Linked DNA regions of Zea mays: region 2 is linked to region 1. A link is a contact called in public Hi-C data. All regions are on one chromosome and are shown on one strand. Each heading gives the region's core, a stretch centred on a gene start, on an enhancer-like site or on the middle of the called end of the contact. The rest is flanking DNA. Distances are from core to core; before and after follow the strand shown.

The links. Hi-C and Micro-C count contacts between places; a contact is called where the count stands out from the background.
Region 2: a Hi-C map of tassel shows a contact between it and region 1, with 2.8 times the contacts expected there. The contact joins the promoter of LOC100126935 here to the promoter of LOC111828497 in region 1. A contact is called at or near these places in 3 of 25 Hi-C or Micro-C datasets (ear, leaf and tassel).

The regions. Positions count from the first base shown.
Region 1 is chr1:49,664,507-49,670,722 of Zm-B73-REFERENCE-NAM-5.0, reverse strand. LOC111828497 reads left to right here and starts at 3,797. Exons shown (of 9, transcript NM_001360189.1): 1 at 3,797-4,418. The coding sequence starts at 3,999. It overlaps LOC100273099, which reads left to right. Exons shown (of 8, transcript NM_001147548.1): 6 at 43-111; 7 at 434-534; 8 at 1,982-2,529. The coding sequence ends at 2,302.
Region 2 is chr1:49,957,764-49,963,979 of Zm-B73-REFERENCE-NAM-5.0, reverse strand. LOC100126935 (FAD/NAD(P)-binding oxidoreductase family protein) reads left to right here and starts at 2,944. Exons shown (of 13, transcript XM_008656813.3): 1 at 2,944-3,037; 2 at 3,860-3,915; 3 at 5,046-5,310. The coding sequence starts at 2,959.

The DNA of each region.
Region 1 (6,216 bases), core at 2,548-5,047:
CTTTTTTTATTGAACTTTGTTTTGGGACAAAAATTGTTTCAGAGAACAATTCAAATGCTCAAAATGATTGGCATGGGGCTTGGTGGCACAGTTCATTGACCTTCCATTCAGGTATACCATCAGACTCGTTTCTCTTTTATCTTTACTTCGTACTTGGTTTGGTTATGAATTCTAAAGAATATAGCATATGGAGATCAGCTTCTGAGAGTTGACAACTTGAGTTTGCATGCTTTATTCTTCTTAATGCCCCTTATCTCCAACTGCGTATATATATTTATTTTAAAAAGCAATGGACTTCCACTGCAATAATATGGAAACATAAGCTCTCTTAACCTGGCTAGTCATCAGTATACCTTAATTGAATGTTCACCATATGGCAAATACATGTAAGTTAAAATTTATTGTCTAATGTTTTTTTGAAATCTTCTCCCAGGCTTTGTTGATGACGATAATCCTTATGGACAACAAGATGAGAAGGGTACATATTATTTTGAGTTTTCAAGACCCTTAAGAACAATGGATCAATTTCAGCAGGTACTTATCCACTAACACATTACATTCAAGATATTGTAGTATGAGTGTCTGGTGAAAGGGCCTCTAGGCTCTAGCCGAGTTGGTTAGATGGTCTGAGTAGCACTCCTCAGGTTCTAGGTTTGACTTCCCGTGAGAGCGAATTTTAGGCTGTGATTAAAAAAACCCCTCGTCTATCCTACGACAAAGCACAGGCCTAAAGCCCGGCCCCCGGCCGAGGTCGTTCTCACATGGGCTACGGTGTCGTTGTGTATGAATGGGGCAGGGGTTCGGGGGGGTTTTCTCGACCCGTGTGAGGAGGTCTTCTTCTTAATACAATGCCTGAGGGTGTCTTACCCTCCGCAGGTCGAGTTTTTTTTAGTATGAGTGTCTGTACTATCATGTTTTTTTGTCGAACACGCATGGGAGCTACATATCATTATATTAATTAGGAGAAAGATACATGCCTTACATAGATCGAGATATAGAGAACCACCTTACGACAACCAAAATCTAATGAATTAAATCTGGTGCTTCCACAACCACCAAGCCACCAACAGAACCAATGAATTAAATGATTTTCTATTGGCAGAAGACACAGTTGTACACCACCAATCTTGAAAAACTGTCACATCTGGAGATGTGGAGAAAAATTGGAGACCAACCATCTCCAAGATAGAAAACCAAACTTGCCTAGCAAAAACACAACCGACCAGGAGATGTTGAACTGTCTCATTGTCCTGACTGCAGAGGGGACAACTTCCGGGATGGTCCATCCCCCACATTTAAATGGTAAAAAAACTATTGTGTACAAATGAGGATTTGAACCATGGTTGTTTGCTCCAAACCCACATTCACACACACTTAATCAACAAAACACACATATCTTTGTGTTTTATACTATATACTCAAAACATAGATGGAAACCTCACCAACATATGGACACTTTGCTAGTTGTCTCTAGATGTGTCTGTTTTTAGATTTCTTCAGATGATGCCTTGGGTGTATCCGCAATTTTCTATGGAGGGTTCCTAGCTCTATTTATAGGGGCTAGAGTTACAAGTCATTTATGTGATGCAGATTTCATCAGGTTACAATCTGAGTACAAATCGAACAGAGATCGAAACCGAGTAGAACTTCATCCCGTGTTTTGCAAGAGATACCCGGTCTTGTACCGTATCTCCTTCAGGACTTGAACTGGTCCAGTAGTCAGATTTTTGCTTTTTATACGCTCGAGAGACATACATATCTTCCACAGGCCACATGCATCTTGTGCCTAGTATGCTTTGAACCTTTGACAAATCTACCTCATCTGTACTTATGATGGGCCGATCTGTATGCGTACCTATTTAAAAAATGTGAACTGACTGATATGAAACCTTCTATGTCAATTTAACCTGCTTGAAGTTTTATGTTTTACTGTATTTACCCTAACCAAATACAGTAATCAAATGCTCTTTTGGTGATGCAGGATGCACAATTCACAATAGGACGTCCCAGCAATATGTCCGTAGCCTTGTGGTACCCAGACGATGGCAAAGCATGGAGCAACTCCGATCATTACTCAGCCAGCTGCAACTGGTTGGTTTTGGATATACAACCTTCGTCCGAAGCTACGTATTACCGTCCAGCTCCTAATCGCTCTTGGGATGCTGCAACTGGCTTTGCTTTACTTCTTTCAGTGGTAGCCATTTGCATGTCCATCTTTGTGGGCTACCGATTTTCTAGGAACAGGAGCACTGCCCAGTTTACACCACTTGAACAGATCCAGTTTGCTGAAGAACGCCATTGATTGGAATTGAGATTAGGCGAAGCATCAAGCAACAATGTTTCATCTGTTCCACCATTGTACCTCCAAAGTTGACAGATTGCTGCATTGAAGTTTTGAACCGGGTTGTTGTGATCCAGTATAGGGAGATATTGAAAGCATACACGATACATAATTTAATTACAGACTGCCGGTTTTTATCGTAGGAAACAATTTCTATATGCTATACATCAAACCGGTTATTGGCGGCTCATGACTTTGACGATTGTTTCATTGGTTGCATAATATTTGAATATATCTAAATTTGGTTCGAATGCTGAAGTGAATTTTTTCTATGATAACGCTGATTTGTTGAAAGATCTGCCCCGTGCCCGTAGGATCCCTGTCTTTTCCTACGATGAGCAATCCATAGCAATTCTATTTAAATAAAAAATTTAGTTTAAAATGGGAGGTTTTCGCTCCCTTGTTTTAGCACCCTTTCTTCCAAACTAATCCTTAAGAGCATCTTAAAAAACTAGTTAAATAGCTCGTTAAGCCAAATATTGACTATTCAACAACAAAATAACTCTGTAACAGACTAGCTATCTGACTCGTTAAGCTATCTGATTATCTAAATTAGCTCTCACTAGCTAAATTTAGCTAGCCATCTGATTAGTAAAACTAGATAAATAGTCTGTTGGATATAAGGTAGCGTTTGGATCCAGAGTATAGGGTCATGGAGCCACTCTATTATAGTATATAGCGTGTTTGGTTTGATTCTACGTAGAATCGATAGGCTCCAAAAAGAGAATATTCATTCAATATACTGCATCTCTGGGCTCCAGAAAAACACTCGAACCTATACGCTCGAGTTCTCCAGTCGCAGCGTGGGGCTGTGCCCCTGTTCTCTCCCCTCCCGTCGTAGCGTCTCTGTTCTAAACTATGTAAATCGTGCGGGCTGTTCTGTCAAATCTAGTCATTACTCATTAGTCTTTAATAGCTTAAAGTATTATAATTTTTTTATCTCCACATTTATGACCGTGAAAACCATATACGTATTGTAATTATATTATTTTTTGTTTGAATTAGTAATATTATTATTTTTGTGTATATATATGGAGAAGATCTATTCTATCCACTCTATAATTGAACACAGAATGGGTTGTTCCATTCTACTTCATTCTAGAACCAAACAAAAAAATAGAGTGACTCTGTTCTAACTGTCAAACACAGAACGGAGCCATTCTGTTCTTAGAATCTGGAACGGAGCCATTCCATCCAAATAGACTCTGGAACCAAACACTACCTAAATAGACAGTCAAACAAAGAGCTAAAAATAAAAAGTCTCTTGGATATGCTCTAAAGAGGGAAGAGTAAAATTTGCGTATACTCTTAGTAATTTAAGTTAACAAACAAGCAACTAGATTGAGTTCAAATCAAGTCTAAAATTTTGCCCCACCCTTTGAATCCATTCAATTTCACGAAAAATCTGCAGAATCCTGTAGCATTTACCGGAGCCCAAAATATCCGTATGAATGCGGCCCGTCACCCTTGAGAAGTTTGAGACAACGCCGCACTTCAGGTCCTATCGGCAATCTGGGCACCCACTGCCACTAGCCTGAATGCCCCCACAAGTTCTAGGGTTTTAGGTCCAAGGTTTTTGTGCAACCTTCGTCCGCGCGCCACCAATTTCTTAGCAATTAGTACCTCACACGTGCTCCCTCTGCTGCTGCGCCGCTCTATGGCTGACCCATTGGACGCGGCCGCCGCCTTCGGTGTATCCACCAACGACAACAATGTCGACGACGTCGAGGACCTTTACGCGGACCTCGACGAGCAGGTCGCCGCCGCGCTCGCTGCCGCAGGGGAGAGTGGCGGCTCAAACGCGAGGGATTCCGACCCCCTCACCGACGGCGAGGGGGAGTTCCCGGAGCCCGACGAGAACGAGGCGGTGGATTTGGGCGACGGGACCGAGGGCTACAGCAGCAGCGATGATGAGAGCGATGATGGCCTTCGCATCGTGCTGAACGAGGACACCAGCGCGCCACTGCCGCCGCCCCCTGTGGGGCGCGGCGAGGGATGCGTGGCTGAGGATGAGGAGGGAGATGATACGAGCAACCGTGTGAAGGTTTCATCTGTTAACGATGGCGGGTGGGCAACGGTATGATTCTTGAATTGGCTGAGTAATTGGTAGTATTAAGATTCTTATTGGTGCTGTAGTGCGAAATTGGAGTATTATAGGTGTAGTTAGGGGTGTTTGGTTTGTAGGGACTAATTTTTAGTACCTTCATTTTATTCCATTGTAGCCCAAAATTGTCAAATACAGAAAATAAATTATAGTTTTAGTTTCCGTATTTAGCAATTTAGGGACAAAAATGGAATAAAATAGAGGGACTAAAAATTAGTCCCTAGAAACCCTAAACCCTTTAATTCAGGGGAGGTTCTAGATACTTTGGTGCTGTGGCGTATTGCATGTTTTATGTGGGTTCCTGCCAATCCTATTAAACTTCTTGTGAGCTTCAAGTCGATTGACTCTCTATTCCAATTTCCTCTGTGCTGAATTGCTGATACATGTAGCTCGAGGATGTTGTGTTGCAGTTGTTTACTTAATGATGTATGTATTTCTAAGCAAAACAATTTGGATGAATGTATTGCATATGTGGCTTCTATCCAACTATGCAAGTCACAAGGAAAGGGGGAAGCCTAGCAAGATGATTTGCTTGCTTAATCTTTCATTGATTGAAGGGGTACATTTATAGGGCTGAGATAGCAGCCATCCTTATCTAATATCTTAACAAACCCAATCCTTATGTATCTAAACAAACTCCTTATCCCTATCCATCTAAACAAACTAACTGATAGTTATCCATCTAAACAAACTAACTGATTTTATTAGGGCAGCTAGGCTGTCGGTCATAACAGATCCAGATGATGAAAACTTCCACAAGTGAGAATCAGGCACTCCAGGCTGCAGAACAACATCCTCAAGAACATGATACAGCTCAAAAAATTCCAGCAACACTCTAAAAGTTAGGGCATCACTGACCAGCCTTTTGTTGATCCTTCTTCTAGGGACCATGGCTACAAGAGGGGTCAATCTTACTAACACTCCTATTGCAATTAACCATCTGTCCTTCCAGAAGAGTGTATTGGTACCATCCCCCACTACTGTAACCACAGCCGCCTCAAAGAGCTTCTGAACCTCTTTACTAGAATGAGTAGAAAAAACGGTCCAAGGTTTATTAGACTCAGTCTTTTGCAACCAAGGCCATCTAACCCGAAGAGCCCAGCATAACGATTTTAAATCATGCAGCCCCAGACCACCCAGTTCCTTTGATCTAGTAACTTTAGGCCACACGAGCAAACAGAGCCCTCCATTACCCTCTTTTCTGCCCCTCCACAAAAAGCCTTTTCGGAGTTTATCAATTTCCTTGATGGCCCAGTAAGGCAAATCAATAGCCATTGCAGTATAAATTATTTTTGCAGTCATAACAAACTGAACGTATACTGCCCTGCCAGCTCGGTTCATCATCTCAGCTTTCCACCCTGGGAGCATGGATGCCACTTTATTGATCAACATACAGATCTGGGATCGAGGCAACTTATATAACGCTAAGGGGAGGCCCAGATAGGTGCAAGGGAAAGCAGAGAACTCACAAGGAAGCATACTTTTAGCCACAACAACCGTATCACTTGAGCAATGATTTGGAAGCACATTACTTTTCTGGACATTAGTTTTGAGGCCTGAAGCTGTACCAAACAGTTGAAGAATGTTCAGCAACAAACTTATGTCAGGAGGGTCGGGCCGCAGGAAAATCATCACATCATCCGCATAAAGAGAAATGCGATGTTGCAATGGTTTTGAGGACAATGGTTGCAAGAGACCTTCCTCAGACGCCTGCTGAATCAGCTGTGATAGAATATCCATTACTAAAATAAAGAGCATAGGCGAGAGGGCA
Region 2 (6,216 bases), core at 1,695-4,194, 290 kb before region 1:
CGTCTGCCATCGGTCCACGGCTCGACCGAGTGACTGCCTCACCGACAAGCAAATAGGGTGTCGTTTGGTTCAAATATTGGTAACGTAACAGATAACAATAACGTTAAATTATGTTTGTTTAAGTCCAACCGTAATCGATACCACACTAAAAATGGATACCGACTTATTCAAATTTGTTACCACTGGTATTCGAGTGTGAATCATTACCATTACTATTTACGTTACATTTTGTGAACCAAACAACACCTAAGTGTTTTGGGTTGATGCAAGTGCAAGCGGCAAACTGCTTCACGTCAACTCTATGGCTATGTATGCAAGCTATAATTTCAGATTTTCAGTTTATAGTTATGGTGCGTCCGCGCTGTGAGCGAGCTGACAACCTATAATTTCATTTTATAGTTATGAACTTTCAAATTTTATCATGAGCTATGATTGATTTCATTTGGAGTTTACATTTTTTGGTTATTGTAGTGTAGCAGTCGAGCATATGCTTGACTAGCTCGCGAGCCTGTAACAAGCCGAGACGAGCCTCATTGGCGAGCTTGCCAAAGGACCGAGCCGAGCTCGGCTCGCTTTCGCGCCGAGTCAGACTGAGCTGGACTCAGCTCGGCTCGTTTCCAGCCCTACGCGCGACATCCTCATCGCCTGGTCCAACGACGATCGACGTCGGGAGCTGCACTTCTGCGGCCAGGTCATGCCCAGAGCCGGTGGCCATGGTGGATTCAGGGTGGGGTTAGGTGGGAAACACATGGAGGAATGAGAAAATGGATGATGAGGCAAGGGTAAATCTCTTGTAACCCAATTAAATCAATTTTTGTTTTTTAATAGCCAAAAGACATTTTAGCGTTTAGGCCAAGTTTTATAACGGCACTAGATCGAAGCCCACTCGATTAATGATAAAGTGGAAAAGTCCACTTTCGTTTTTTTCTTAAAAACAGAGGAGAACTACATATAGAAGAAAGAAGGGTCAGTGCCTGGACAGGAAAACAAGAAACACACCCAAAACACACACCCTCTAACGCACACAAACACCTGACACACCTGTTTACATACACCACACATCATAAGGCTCACTCCAACAATCCACTCGATCGTTCACCCCCCCCTCTATACTGTATGTACGTACTCCCTCCATTACTCCAACGCTTCACCCTCTTCCTCCCCTGTTTTCTGTGTGTCAGAAATCTCCTCGCGTGAAGAGGGGAGCACTAATATCCCCCTCTTCACTAATCACTAGGTATGTACCCGTGCGTTGCGACGGAAGTAAAAAATTTGTATGAAACATAAATTTGGAACAACAAACATCACTATAATATGCACTAGGTAGATGATGTCTAGTGTGTTGTTCCTCCGTGTTCCATTTTCTATGTCACCAAGCATTGTAATTTTTCGCTTCCTGTCTAGCAGAAGTAGACAAATTTGTAATTAATTGAAAGGTAAACCCATAACACTGCAATCTTATAACTTGAGTATTTACAACAGCGATCAACAACTTAAACCTACAATTTAGTTGTCTGTAAGCAAGAATGCGGCTCTTATAGCTAACTATGCAGTTCTCCACCATGGGCACCGCGACAACCTTGAACATGCCATCCTAATGGTTATCCTTGTTCAAAATTCAGATACTAAACTGCTCACATAAACTTCTTGATTGAATTTTGAGTCCGTCAAATAATCTCCCAATTAAGTCCATCATCATGAACAACACGAAAACGGAGAAGTTGCACATTTTTGCACAGTCAACACAAAAAAAGTCAGCAGAAGGAAAGAAGGGCGAATGCTAAATTGAGAAGCGAGAGTAACATGAGACATGCGTGACATGTTCGTCCGTGTCAAGGTCGAAAGTGAATCGGGCTCAGGTGTCCAATCTAGGTAAGGCTCTGATTCTATTCATATCTAACGCACCGCGTCTTCCCCTGCAGCGACACCTTAGTGCTGCTAAGCGACCGGATATGGACCACAACCTACAAATCGGAGCAGTTAAGCGACCATAAGCATTCATGTGCTCGATGAAATGCTAATGGGCACAGTCCCACGCGAGGAGAGCTCTAAGCAGCTCGGACTGTAGTCTAGACGGCCGCTCGAGTGTTGGCTCGACCTCCACGACGACGAGCACACCCACGAGACGCTCATCACTTCGTGCTCGATCAGGGGGAGGGGGGCTCACCTTGACCTAGGCTGGATCTGTTACCGCCGCGCGCGTCGCCTCCGGACAGCCGCTCGAGTGCTGGCTCGACCTCCACGACGACGAGCACGCCCACGAGACGCTCAACACTTCGTGTCAGATCAGGGAGAGGGAGGCTCACCTTGACCCGGAACGAAGCAGCAGCCCGCTCTCCTGTGTTGTGCGACGCTGTCCACGCGAGGGAGTCGGGCAGTGACGGAGGAGAAGGGACACGTTGCACGGGGAACCGTGCGACCGACAACCTAAATGTTCTCGTAGCGGCAGGGGTGGGCAGAGGGGCGTCACCATGGCTGCTGGATCGGGCGGCGACAACCCTAGATGGAGAGGTGTTTGTTGGGACGCAAGCGCGAGGAAGTGCAGGGGGGACGCTGCCATTAAGGGCCACTTGTCATGGTCGGGGTGGGCATAACGAGGTGCGAGGAAGAGTCGCTTCGTCGATGGAAGGTGAGCGCCGGGATTGAAAAGGGATTGCGGGGGCATTGGAGTTGATTGCGGGGGCGGCCGCGGACGTGGGAATGAGACCGTTAATGGCGGCGATGAAAGTGCGACCACCATCCAGGATTGGAGCGGAGCGGAGGATGTCGGGGGTGGGAGGCAGAACCATGCACTATACCGGTGTGGACACCTACGCTCTGTTCTTAAGAAATAGTAGAGATATGAGGATAGAAGGGGATGATGCTGCGTCAGATGGCGGTGTGGGGGCGCGACATGTGGATGCTGCGTGAGCGCGACATGCGGGGAGGGTGAGCCCCACAAGGCAAGACTGACGATGCATGCAGGACCAGGGAGGGTGGGGGCGACATTGGGCATGCCCGGAGACAACTTTCGTAGGGAGGCGGCGACACGAGGATGGTTAGTAGAGATTATTTTTATAGTTATATGCCGCCTGCGCTGCTGCGCCGCCGGCTGCCCCCTCACCTCGCGTGCTCGATTCCCATCTCCCCCCTCCCTGCGCATAGCCGCACACCACCAACACCATTCACCAGACGCCGCCGCCGCCGCCGCCGCCGCCGCCCCTCATCCCTCTCCCTTCCCGCGCGCGGCCGCCGCATCCGTCCGGGCCTCCTCGTCTCCCCAGCCCCGCTGCCGCCGGTGAGCTACGCCTCCTCCTCGCTTTCTCCTCCCTTTCCTTCCTTCCTGTGCTGTTTGGCGCCTCCTCCTCTCTGTATCGCTGGATTCGGCGCTGAAAATTCGATGGAGGGAAAGCCTTGGCTCTCGGGATGCCCGCGGATGCTACTTGTGCGTGCATGCGTTGCAACTCTGGCACCGATTCCGTTCCTTCCTTGCGGCGGCGGCGGAAAAACAGAAGCTTCTCCATCCTTCCCTTCGTTCGTGCTCTTCTTCTTGTTATTCCGTTTATCGGTCTGGCGCAGAAAGAAACAAGAGATGAGATCTAGTCTGCTACCGGAGTCCCCGTACGTACCCAGTGCTTCGCGGCTTCGGCAGGGGTGCTGCTGGCTGCAGACGCTGATCTGTATCCACCGGCCACCGCCATTCGTGTTTCTCCATGTAAACGGTGGAGGATTTTGTGTCTGTTGGCTGCTGCTTCCAATGCGCTCCACGAGAGACGAGACCCTCTCTGCCAGTTCCCTTGTGTTTCAAAACAGAGCTCGAGTTCAAATTGCTTATTTAGTTTCTTTTTTCTCTTCTTACTTATTGACAACGTGTTCACAGGGTTCATCAGCAGAAGCTGCTTGCTCCGCCGCCGCCGCCCTCTTCCTCCTCTACTGGTACGCTCGCTCACTTGCATCAGGTTCTTCTCTTCCCACGCTTCTATTCAGAGCATAACAGTTGCTAATCCCCTTGTTGCGCTAGCTTAATCTTAGATTTTGCTTCGGGGTTCGGCTAAATTTCGTCGGATGGATATCGATGCCAGCGCCAGCGTCATGTGCCAGCTGCTGAGCCCCGAGGGAGACCCTCTAGGCTCTGCGCTCATGAGGAAGACAGAAGAAGCAAAGCGAAGCAAGGCGACCTCCTCCTCCCCTGCTGCACAGAGTGGGCCGGGGCCACGGTTGCAGGCACGAGAAGGAAGCAGTGTCCGTCAGTAGCAGCGGTGGAGGTGCTCCGCGGTCCTAGTTCAGTAGTTCTCCCCCTCCGGCGGTGGCAGCGGTCGGATGTGCGTCGCGGCGGCGGAAAGCAGCCCCCCCCCTGGAGCTCGGAGCCGTCCTTCTGAAGCTCGGCGGCGGCGAGATCTGAGTTCGGTCGCGCGGAGAGGAGGTTTCGCTGTGCCGGCGTGGTGCTCCCGGAGCCGCGCGCGGAGGCGGCGCCTTTGCGCATTGCCGTTCCGTCCGTCCCGTCCCTGCAAGCTCTAAGACTTCCGAAGAATTGAAACTGGGGTTCTTGGGGGCGCGACATGTGGTTGCGTTCTGACGCTGCGTGAGCGCGACATGCGGGGAGGGCGAGCCCCACAAGGCAAGGCTGCGATGCATGCAGGGAGGGCGGGGCGGCACTGGGCATGCGCGGAGGCAGCTTTCGTAGGGGAGGCGGGGGCACGAGGATGGTCTACACTATTGTCTTAATAGTTAGTAGAGATAGAGAATGATATTTAATGTGAAATTAATTGTTTTTAATTTTAATTACCAAATAACAATGTGTCACTGTACTAAAAACATTATATGATTTTTTAAACTTTAGAAACTGATATATAAATGTCAAATAGTCCACTTAAAGTATAAAGGGGAGCCGAATAGGGGAATTGATTGGAGAGGAGGTGAAACAAGGGGAGAAATAAAAGAGGGGAAGTTATTTAAAAATGCATACAAAGTACAAATAGAGGAAGATAAGAGGGGGAATGGTTAGAGCGAGCCTAATGGTTAAATTCTAAATTTCTCCCTTCTAAACCCATGAACCCCTTTTGCAGGTTGCAGCCTATTCCACCACCGACGCTGAAGGCCATACGCCCCCAATCGAATCGATCACATCTATGCCGTCGATCACCAGAGGTGGGCGTGGGGGGCTCTTCTCCACGCACCGGGGCGCGCTCTTGTGGCTCCGCCGTTGCCAAAGCCCACTCTTGTCGACACTAGCCGGCGGCGGAGGCCGGAGCGACGCGCCACATCTGCCCGTACTCATCGTCGGAGCTGGCCCTGTTGGGCTCGTCCTCTCATTCCTCCTCACCAAATTCGGTACGGACCTCGTGCCCCCCTTGCTCATCGATGTTCCAATTCGCGCTTCTGAGTTAGGCAGTAGCGTTGAGCGGAGCAAAGTTCATTGAGGGAATCAGACAAATGTGCTAAAACATTAGGACCTGGATCAGATACAGTAGCAACTGCTACTGGAATCTATGCAGTAGCTGTATCTGTTTCATTCAAAAGGCCATGAATGGCTAGGATCAAAGCCATATGTTTTTTTCTCTTTCCCTCCCCAAGTCTTACTGTTAGCAGCTGCTTCTTTTAGGAGAAATTACAAAGAACAGAGAAGACAATGCATACATCTAATAAAGCAATTAAATGGAACAAAGCTACACGTGTTTGCTGCAATTTGAGAGCCTATTACAAAAGCTTGCATATACAAAAGACAAATGTTAAACTCAGATCCTTTTATATATTACCAACGTTCTCCATCTCTTATTTCGTATACAAAAGCTTGCATCCACCAGCAGCAGCCTTCCATCCACAAAGAGCATATGGTTAACACAAAAAATAGTGTGATTACTGTGGATCCTTTTGCACATAAGGCCTTCCCCATTTCATATACAAAAACTTGTATCAACCAATAGAAGCTAGGCCTTCGGTATGAAGCCTGCAAACAAAATAATTTAGAGATTATAATTTGTCAAGGCAATTCAACTTATATCATCTACCTATACTTACACTGAAGTTTTGCTAAAATTCCTAGCCATCTATCCCTTCCAAGGAGAGTAAGGATTACTGATATTTTGAACAACGTTTGAACTCTGAAAACAGAGAGAAATACAGTGACCAAGATAAAAAGGGCAGCCTGGTGCATGTGCGCTTGTGTGGCCTCCAGGGAAGGGTTTCCCTGCATGTGCAAAAGGCACTTTCCACGACTCGAACCCGCGATCTCCTGGT